Regions from separate parts of the Lactuca sativa genome. Here region 1 is linked to region 2. Evidence: chromatin contacts called from public Hi-C data. All regions are on one chromosome and are shown on one strand. Each heading gives the region's core, a stretch centred on a gene start, on an enhancer-like site or on the middle of the called end of the contact. The rest is flanking DNA. Distances are from core to core; before and after follow the strand shown.

Evidence for each region. A called contact is a pair of places that touch in the nucleus more often than the background predicts.
Region 1: a Hi-C map of seed shows a contact between it and region 2, with 4 times the contacts expected there. The contact joins the promoter of LOC111894992 here to the promoter of LOC111894997 in region 2. A contact is called at or near these places in 3 of 4 Hi-C or Micro-C datasets (leaf and seed).

Annotation. Positions count from the first base shown.
Region 1 is chr4:81,985,034-81,989,306 of Lsat_Salinas_v11, forward strand. It overlaps LOC111894992 (MLO-like protein 7), which reads left to right and starts at 2,589. Exons shown (of 20, transcript XM_023891079.3): 1 at 2,589-3,396; 2 at 3,497-3,553; 3 at 3,641-3,811; 4 at 3,894-3,978; 5 at 4,051-4,273. The coding sequence starts at 3,067.
Region 2 is chr4:81,773,570-81,777,952 of Lsat_Salinas_v11, forward strand. LOC111894997 reads left to right here and starts at 2,375. Exons shown (of 2, transcript XM_023891082.3): 1 at 2,375-2,594; 2 at 2,890-3,604. The coding sequence starts at 2,427. The coding sequence ends at 3,438. It overlaps LOC111894980, which reads left to right. Exons shown (of 9, transcript XM_023891064.3): 2 at 1-80; 3 at 166-227; 4 at 302-428; 5 at 508-656; 6 at 755-862; 7 at 948-1,067; 8 at 1,151-1,324; 9 at 1,466-1,753. The coding sequence ends at 1,567.

The DNA.
Region 1 (4,273 bases), core at 1,339-3,838, 210 kb after region 2:
TGTCAAAATGGCTAAAGAATAAAAAGCAAAATTGACAAAAGACATGCTAGTTTACTATTCCTAACTTTGAATATATATATATATATATATATATATATATATATATATATATATATATATATATATATATATATATATATGAGTTATTTGAAAAACAAAAAAACTCTAAAAATCATAAAAATGCATAAAAAATACTTAAAGATCACAAAATTTTTTTTGAATTTTTTTTTATAAAAAATCGTAGCTTTCTATACAAATTCGCTGAAATTTTTTTTGAAATAAAAAATTATAAAAATGAGCAAAATTGACAAAAGACATGTTTGTTTACTATTCCTAACTTTGAACATCTTTAATATATATATATATATATATATATATATATATATATATATATATATATATATATATATATATATATATTAATTTTAAAATAGAAAAATCTCAAAATTATTCCCTGCTAAAAAACTTTTAACATATAATCTTTCAAACTTCTATCTCAAAATTTTGAAATTATTCAATATATATATATATATATATATATATATATATATATATATATATATATATATAATAGTCCACATAAAAAAATTGATAGTAAATAAAAGATTTCGTTACAAGTTCCTCTCCACACAACAAAATAAATTATTAAATATTACAAAAGTATACAATTTAAAAAAACAAAAAAAACATATTGTGTTATGATTTTGTGGTTACTTAATAAAACTATAGGAAAAAAAGCTTGATTTACTAAAAAGTGATTGATCAAGTTGTTGTTGTTGTTATTTATTTATTTTTTGTGTATTTTTTACAAATTATTTTTAAAGTCTGGCAAATGGTAGTTATACCAATAACTAGGAAATTACTTATTAAAAACTATTTAAATAAATCAATAAATTAAAATATATATATATATATATATATATATATATATATATATATATATATTTTATTAAAAAAATTCATATTTAAATTGATATTTATTTACAATTTTTTCTATTCAAACATTCAAAACTATTTATTACCTGTAACAAACCTTAATAAGTTTTTAAGCATTTTAAATAAAATTCGAACACCCTTACTTTTTAATGGTATGGAATTTCATATATATATATATATATATATATATATATATATATATATATATATATATATATATATATATTTTGGAGTTTCATATTTTCATTATTCAATTACAAAATTAGTGTTATTTTGTGATTAATGAAAAAGTTAATTGTATTATAAAAAATCAAGATCTAATGAAAGAATTTTTAAATGTACAAATATAATGTATAGAAAATAAATCCTTAAAAGAATTGCATTTAGCTTGTTTCAGAGCATACATTATAGATAATTTAATAACAAAAGTTGAGTGGGGGTGGAATATATATTTAAGTTTCCTTGGATTAAACTAGAATATCATCTTGAAGTTCAGCTAATATAGAGTTCAATGGAAATCGAACTATCTAAATAGGAAAAAATACTTTTTAATCCTTAAATAAATATTATGAATTAGGTTTTGTTTTATTTTTTAGCTGGCAAATTTTATTAAAAAACAAAAGCTTTGTGAGTTATAATGAGTGAGAAAGAAACGAACAAAAGGAAATTACAAAAAATGGGTAGCGACTCCAACTTACCTAATTGCAATTTACAAACTTACCCATATATCTAATCCATCCAAACACCAAACAAATTATGTTTTCCGTTGTTTTTGCTGGGTTACAGTAGGCTTTTTAAACACCATTTTATTTTTCACAAACAAAATACGCCACAACGTGAGAGACGACTTTTTTTTTTCTTTAAAGAATGACTCTAAGTAGAAATGAAGTCAATAAACTCATCATCTTTGTAAAACTTTGAGGATAAATTCCATTCATCTGAGAACCCCAACAATGATTTCCGACGCAAATTAACAATCCTTGTATGGTCGAAAATTTTAAATAATCCTTCCAAACAAAACATAGTATTTTGTAGGGAGCAAGGTGTCTACACCAATGCATTTGTTGAAGGTTTAGTCATCCTATAGCCAACCATTTTCCTAAACGGACCATGAGAATACCACCTTCTAGTCATTCTTCTTTTTAGAAGGTTATTTGTGTCCCATAACCAATAGACTACGAAAAAAAAAGTACATGTTATTTGTTATGCATAATTAAAAATCTAAGTAAAATAAAATTGATAAATAAAAAGTTATTTTATAAAAACAAATTTATCAACATAAAAAACTATTTGATAAAATTTTGTTGTCAATAAAAAATAATATGACAAAGAAAACTTTTTTTCAAGAAGATTAAGCATTTAAGATTCTCTTGCATAAGGAAAAGAAATCATATTCCTTAAGAAAAAGCATCATTTCATTCATTTATAACAAACAAATTAAATTTGATTAATACCTTAATGTCCCATTACATTCACATGCTCGATTAACATATACGAAATGAATCACTAGCTAAATATAATAACAAGTAGTGTTTATATATTTTGGTATTTCAAATAATAAAATGAATAGTGTTTGACTATTATTATTATTAGTATTATAGTAAATAATATTACTAGAAAGATAAGAAGGAAGATAGATTTTGTTGAATAAACAGGGGACACGCCACCATTGTTTCTCACTCCCGCAATTACAGGGGGCCTCTCATCTTTCGCTTTCTTTACCCCCGGCCTGTCAGCACCGCCACCTGTTCCCTCTGCAGATTTTCCCCACTCTCTCTCTTTATACTAACCAACTGCTTTACAGCTCCTTCGTTTTCATCCATCCTAAACATTTATGTATGCATCATATACGATTTAATTATACACACACCACCACCACCTTCTTTTGGAAGTTTTCAACAGCTGATTTTTGATGAAAAAAGCTACTCTTTCAGTCGTACTCCTCTACACTCACCATTTCTCTGAAAAAGCTCTACTTTTTTCAGACTGAGAGAGAGAGAGAGAGAGAGAAGTTTTTACCAGTGGGTGGGGGTTTATAACTTATAGCTTCTTTTTGTGTTCATAATGTTGATGAAATAGTGTTTCTGATTGGTCGAATTAGGAGGTTTGATTTTGTGTTTGGATTCTGTGATGATGTGTGGCTTAATTGATCTGAACACCATTAACGACGATACTGACGAGGTTGCGGGGTCGTTGGTTCTCGATTCTCCATCGTCTTCGGATTCGTATGCATCTCCGGCGTCGGAGTTGTCTCTGTTGTCGTCTTCTCCGGTGCTCTGTAGTTTGGAGTTGTGGCACGCGTGTGCTGGACCTTTAATTTCGTTGCCGAAGAAAGGAAACGCCGTCGTTTACTTCCCACAAGGTCACCTAGAACAACTACGCATCTATGATTCTCCGGCCATCTCCGGTGTCCATCTCCCTCCCCACGTTTTTTGCCGTGTCACCGACGTTAAGCTTCACGTAAGTTATACGATTAGGGTTTCTTATTTACTAAAATAAACCGATTAGGGTCACAGATTCACAGGTTATACTCATTCATCTGTTATCTTTTTTGAATCAGGCCGAATTAGGATCCGACGATGTGTATGCTCAAGTTTCACTGATTCCCGATGTTCAGGTCAGGTTTCCTTTCGATTTACCTCCATCAAACGATATTTTCTGGTTCTTGAATCTTGACTAGGGTTGAATGACTTCAATCTCACAGCTGGAGAAGAAATGGGGTGAAACAGAGGTTGAAGAAGACGACAACGGAGGTCTCGATGAAAAACCATCAACACCCCACATGTTCTGCAAAACCCTCACTGCTTCCGATACCAGCACCCATGGCGGATTCTCTGTCCCACGTCGGGCTGCAGAAGATTGCTTCCCTCCTCTGGTATTCCATCTACAGTCCTTTTCCTAAAATGGCGACATTAATCATTATCATGTTCACACCTTATAAGTCATTAATCCTACAGGATTATAAACAGCAAAGACCTTCACAAGAACTTGTAGCTAAAGATCTCCATGGAACGGAATGGAAGTTCCGCCATATCTATCGAGGTATAATCAAAATCTTTTATACCTTCGTTTCATGATAGTTATTAACTTATTATTTTCCGGTGACTTTTACAGGCCAACCACGGCGGCATCTGCTAACCACCGGTTGGAGTGCTTTTGTGAACAAGAAGAAGCTTGTATGTGGAGACGCTGTTCTTTTTCTCAGGGGTGATGATGGGGTACTCAGGTTGGGTATCCGGCGATCAGCACAAGTAAAAACCGCACCTTGTTTTCCGGCGACCTACCGCCACCAGTTAAACGATTTCACCACCGTCGTCAACTCCATTTCACAGAGAAC
Region 2 (4,383 bases), core at 1,125-3,624:
CTCTATAAGCTCAAGTTATAAACTCCATTGCAGTAATCATCAGAACATCGTGCATCGATCTTTCCACATTCTTTCTACTGGTAAGACTCATTCTGTTTATCACTTACAGCAACTCAAATCCTTTTGGGGGTTATTATTTATTAATCTATCTGACTATGCATATAGCCTCACGTGATCATGACACTGGTGATATGCAATCTTCAATGGAATATTCAATCTTTAAAAAGGTAAATCATTTCTATCATCTTTCTTTATACATTGTCTTTACACATCCATTAAAAAACTCCCATAATTTATACAGGCAGGGTTTCCTTTACTGGGGACTCGAGGTCTATCTACTTCGATGCTAAGTTCAGATGCAAGTGAAGGATCATTCCCATCTGAGCTACTATCCAGAAAACAAATCTTAACTCCTGAACGCAAATTAGGTGCATGAATGAAAACAAATCATACATTATCTATTAAGAATGGAGTTTGTGTTTGACCATGGTTTTGAGTTTGACACAGGTCAACTACAGGACCTGGTGATCCCAGTTACAAACTTTCAGAATGAAGACAAAGGACTGATGGTGTTGGCAGGTGATGTTTTTGATCTTCCCATTCGGAAGGATATTATCCACCGTGTTGTAAGATGGCAGCTTGCAAAAAGACAACAGGTTTTTTTGAATTTTGATTTTTTTCATCAATTTAGAAACTTTTTCAATCTTTCTCAATCTCATTGTTGAATATTGATTGAGAGTGATGATGATTACAGGGAACTCATTCAACAAAAACCATAAGTGAGGTCAGTGGTACTGGAAGAAAGCCATGGCCCCAAAAGGGTACTGGCCGAGCAAGACATGGATCATTGCGTGGGCCCCAGGTATGTTTTTTTTATTAATTAATTAATTAGTTTACTCTCATATGTTTTTTTTTTTATTTAAGATTTTGAAATAATGATAAAACAGTTTAGAACTGGTGCTGTTATGCATGGGCCTAAACCCCGCAGCCATGCGTTTAAGCTGAACAAGAAGGTCAGAAGACTAGGGCTCAAGATTGCATTGTCTGCTCGTGCAGCTGAAGGGAAGGCAAGTCTTGATTTTATTTTCTACTTTCAAATAAAATATTTAGTTTATATAATTTATTAACATATAAAGGTAACAATTTGCAGCTTTTGGTGTTTGAGGATTTAGTGCTTCCGACTCATAAAACAAAGAATATTGTGAGTTTTGCGAATCAAATGGAAGAGTCCAAGAAGATTCTAGTGGTGGATGGAGGTCCTATTGATGAAAACCTCAAGCTTGCAACTCAAAACCTACATTATGTCAATGTTCTTCCCTCTATTGTAAGCTTTCTACGTCTATTTTTTTAATGATGATGAAAAGGGCGTTTATGTCTTTTGCCCATACGAGATATGAGGAATATATCTGTCATGTCATGTCATTAGCTGTTCTGTTTAGTTATGAATTGTTTTGGTTTGGTGCAGGGTTTGAATGTTTATAGCATCCTTTTGCATGACACGTTGGTGATGTCACGTGATGCTGTTAACAAGATCGTTGAGCGTATGCACACTCCCATTAATCGTTGATTTTTTTTAAAAAAAATTTGGAGGTAGTGTTTTGAGTCACTATGCTAAGAGACTTCGGAGTTTTGCAAGTGTAGAATTGTTTCTTTTCATATATTACCTTCACTTTGTAAGGGGTTTTTGTTATAGATTTAATGACATTTTGAACATGTTGTTTTGATATGAACAATATTTCAAATGTTTGAATAATTTGGGATTTCTTTTGATGAATTATAGAAGACAAGATAGATAAACTTGTCACTTAGCTTTAAAAAAGTATGTGTTCAATATCTTAAATTAAATGGTTGGTTTTGGTGTTACATTTACATAAGAAGGAAACACACTTTTCCTTGCATCAAATTGCACAATTTTTTTTTATTGCTCGTAGAGTTGGTTTCCAAGATTCTTGATGTTTGCTTTAAAAGATTGTAATGTTTTTGTATTGCAAGTAGAGTTAGATTTCTATTTAAAAAGTCAATTTCACAATTTAGGAATCAAATTTTATATTGATTCTTCAAGTCATTTAAGCATAACGTAAATAGAATAGAAGAAAATATCCAATATTTGGAAAGGTAATTGCATAATTGGCACCTAAATGACTTAAAGTAATGTTCTTACATTGCATTTCATGCCACCGTTGACCTTTTCAGTTTTCACTCCAATTTCATTATGCACACAAGTTATCATCTCAAGTAGCCTCAGCAATTGCATCAAGCAATCTCCAAAAAGCCAACTCATATCCAAGTCTTCACTTTCATCTAAAGAAAGAAACTTTGAGGTCAACCCTTTGTTTTTTGATAACCAAGTAGAGTAGATTTCAAGATTCGTTGATCTTTTATAGGCAATGGAGTCGCTTACATTTTGTAGATAAGTTATTTTCCAAATGAGTTTCCATAAGGAGAACCTTGATTTGGTTTTGGTACCAAGTGGGCTTCTGGTCATGTTTGGATACCACCTATGGCTTCTCTATAGATGTCTCAATTGCCCTCACACCACAACTATTGGCTTTGAAAACAATGACAAAAAAGCTTGGGTCGACAAAATCATGAAGGCAAGATTTTTAAAATTTTTATATACAATTCGATACAATTTCCCCAAGGGCATACATACCACCATTGGTTCAAGGTGGTAAACATGTAGACCTAGTTAAGGGTTCAAGTTGTAGCAACAGCTGCTACAATATAGAACGTAGTGAGCCACTATGTATCTTATTTATATTTCAAATGATGCTTTTGGGGCAGAGCGATGTGGGCCATATTAGGGGTTACTGAATGAATAATTTTTATTTAAGAACTTCAAAACAATTGTAATTTAAATACCCCATTTGTTATTTTTCTTTTTGCTAGATGGAAAACAATGACTTTGCGGTTCCTCTAAACGTGCTTTCCTACAATATATCATCATCAAATTTCATGTCATCCATATGTCTAACTCTTTGTGCGGTCATCGGCACTTTGGTTGCAAACAGTTCTTCAGTGTTTCAAAGCAAGTTCATCTATGGAGATGCAAATTCATCAACAATATCAATAAAACACATAAGCCTCTTGGTTTGTTTTCTCTTGGCCTTTGCTTGTTTTATTGAGTCCACAAGATCATTGATTCATGCTACTTATCTAATAAGTATGCCAAATAGCAATGTGCCAATAAAATCAATTGAATTGGCTGTGATTAGGGGTGGTGATTTTTGGTCACTTGGGCTTAGGGCACTTTATCTTGCCCTATTGTTGTTGCTATGGCTTTTGGGGCCTATTCCCATGTTCACAACCTCGATAATGATGGTTTGTGTGCTTTATTTTCTTGACAATAACACGGTGCCATTGCATGTGCATCAAAGCACCAAATCGATGGAGATTGGGAGAAAGGTGGCCGAAATCTTACCAAATAGTAGAGAGTGATCTTGATATTATGTAATGTAAGAGTTTTATAATTCATATACTTTTCAAATGTATAGTAATTACGTTAATTCAACACTATCATTTGATAACCATACAATAAAAAAGGAATACAAATAAATTTAGAAGAATTGCAATATAGTATCTGCAAAATTCTCTTTGAAGGGCAACCAGATGAAGTCTCAGAATGTTAATAATTAAATTAAAAGTAATCTAGATTATTCGTTATTTCCAATTAGTTATTTAGTTAATTTAATTGTTTTCGTGTGGCAAGTGATAACTCTTAAAAGAACTATCATTTATACAAATTCAATTGGGCCTTGTCCTGTAAATTGTAATTCTCTTTACTAAACTCTAACCAATCTTCATGTTCAAAGTCCATTGATTTTTCTATTTGCAAAAGAAAGTTCCATGAACGCCATGTAGGCATGTAGTATACAAAACATAAAATTTCCATATATTTTGAAACACAATGTCTTTTAAACATGACTTAGTTAGATCAAAGGGTGAGTAATTACCATCGTCGTTTCGGTAAAATATTGTTTATGCTGGTCAACAAGTCAAGGGTTTAAATCCCCTTTCGGGTTGGATAATTCGGATTTTTCATGTTAAAAAAAATACCCATTACCGATCCACATTAAATTCGGGTATCGGGTCAGGTTTGGGTAACTCGGGTATTACCCGAAATATATAATTTTTTTTTTTGAATTTCTCCTGAAAATAAATTTAATAAAATAAATACGTCATGTTTTATTAGTCTTGTTTATATAAACAAACGAGGCATAAACAAACTTACTCAAACTTTGAACATTAAGATTTTTTAGTCAATAATACCTGAGATATCAAGTAATTTTTTAACAACTTAATCTAATCTAATAAAATGTTAAAAAACAAATACTTAAAGATCTTAATTTAAAAGTTTAAAATGTTTAAGATAATTGTAGCCAT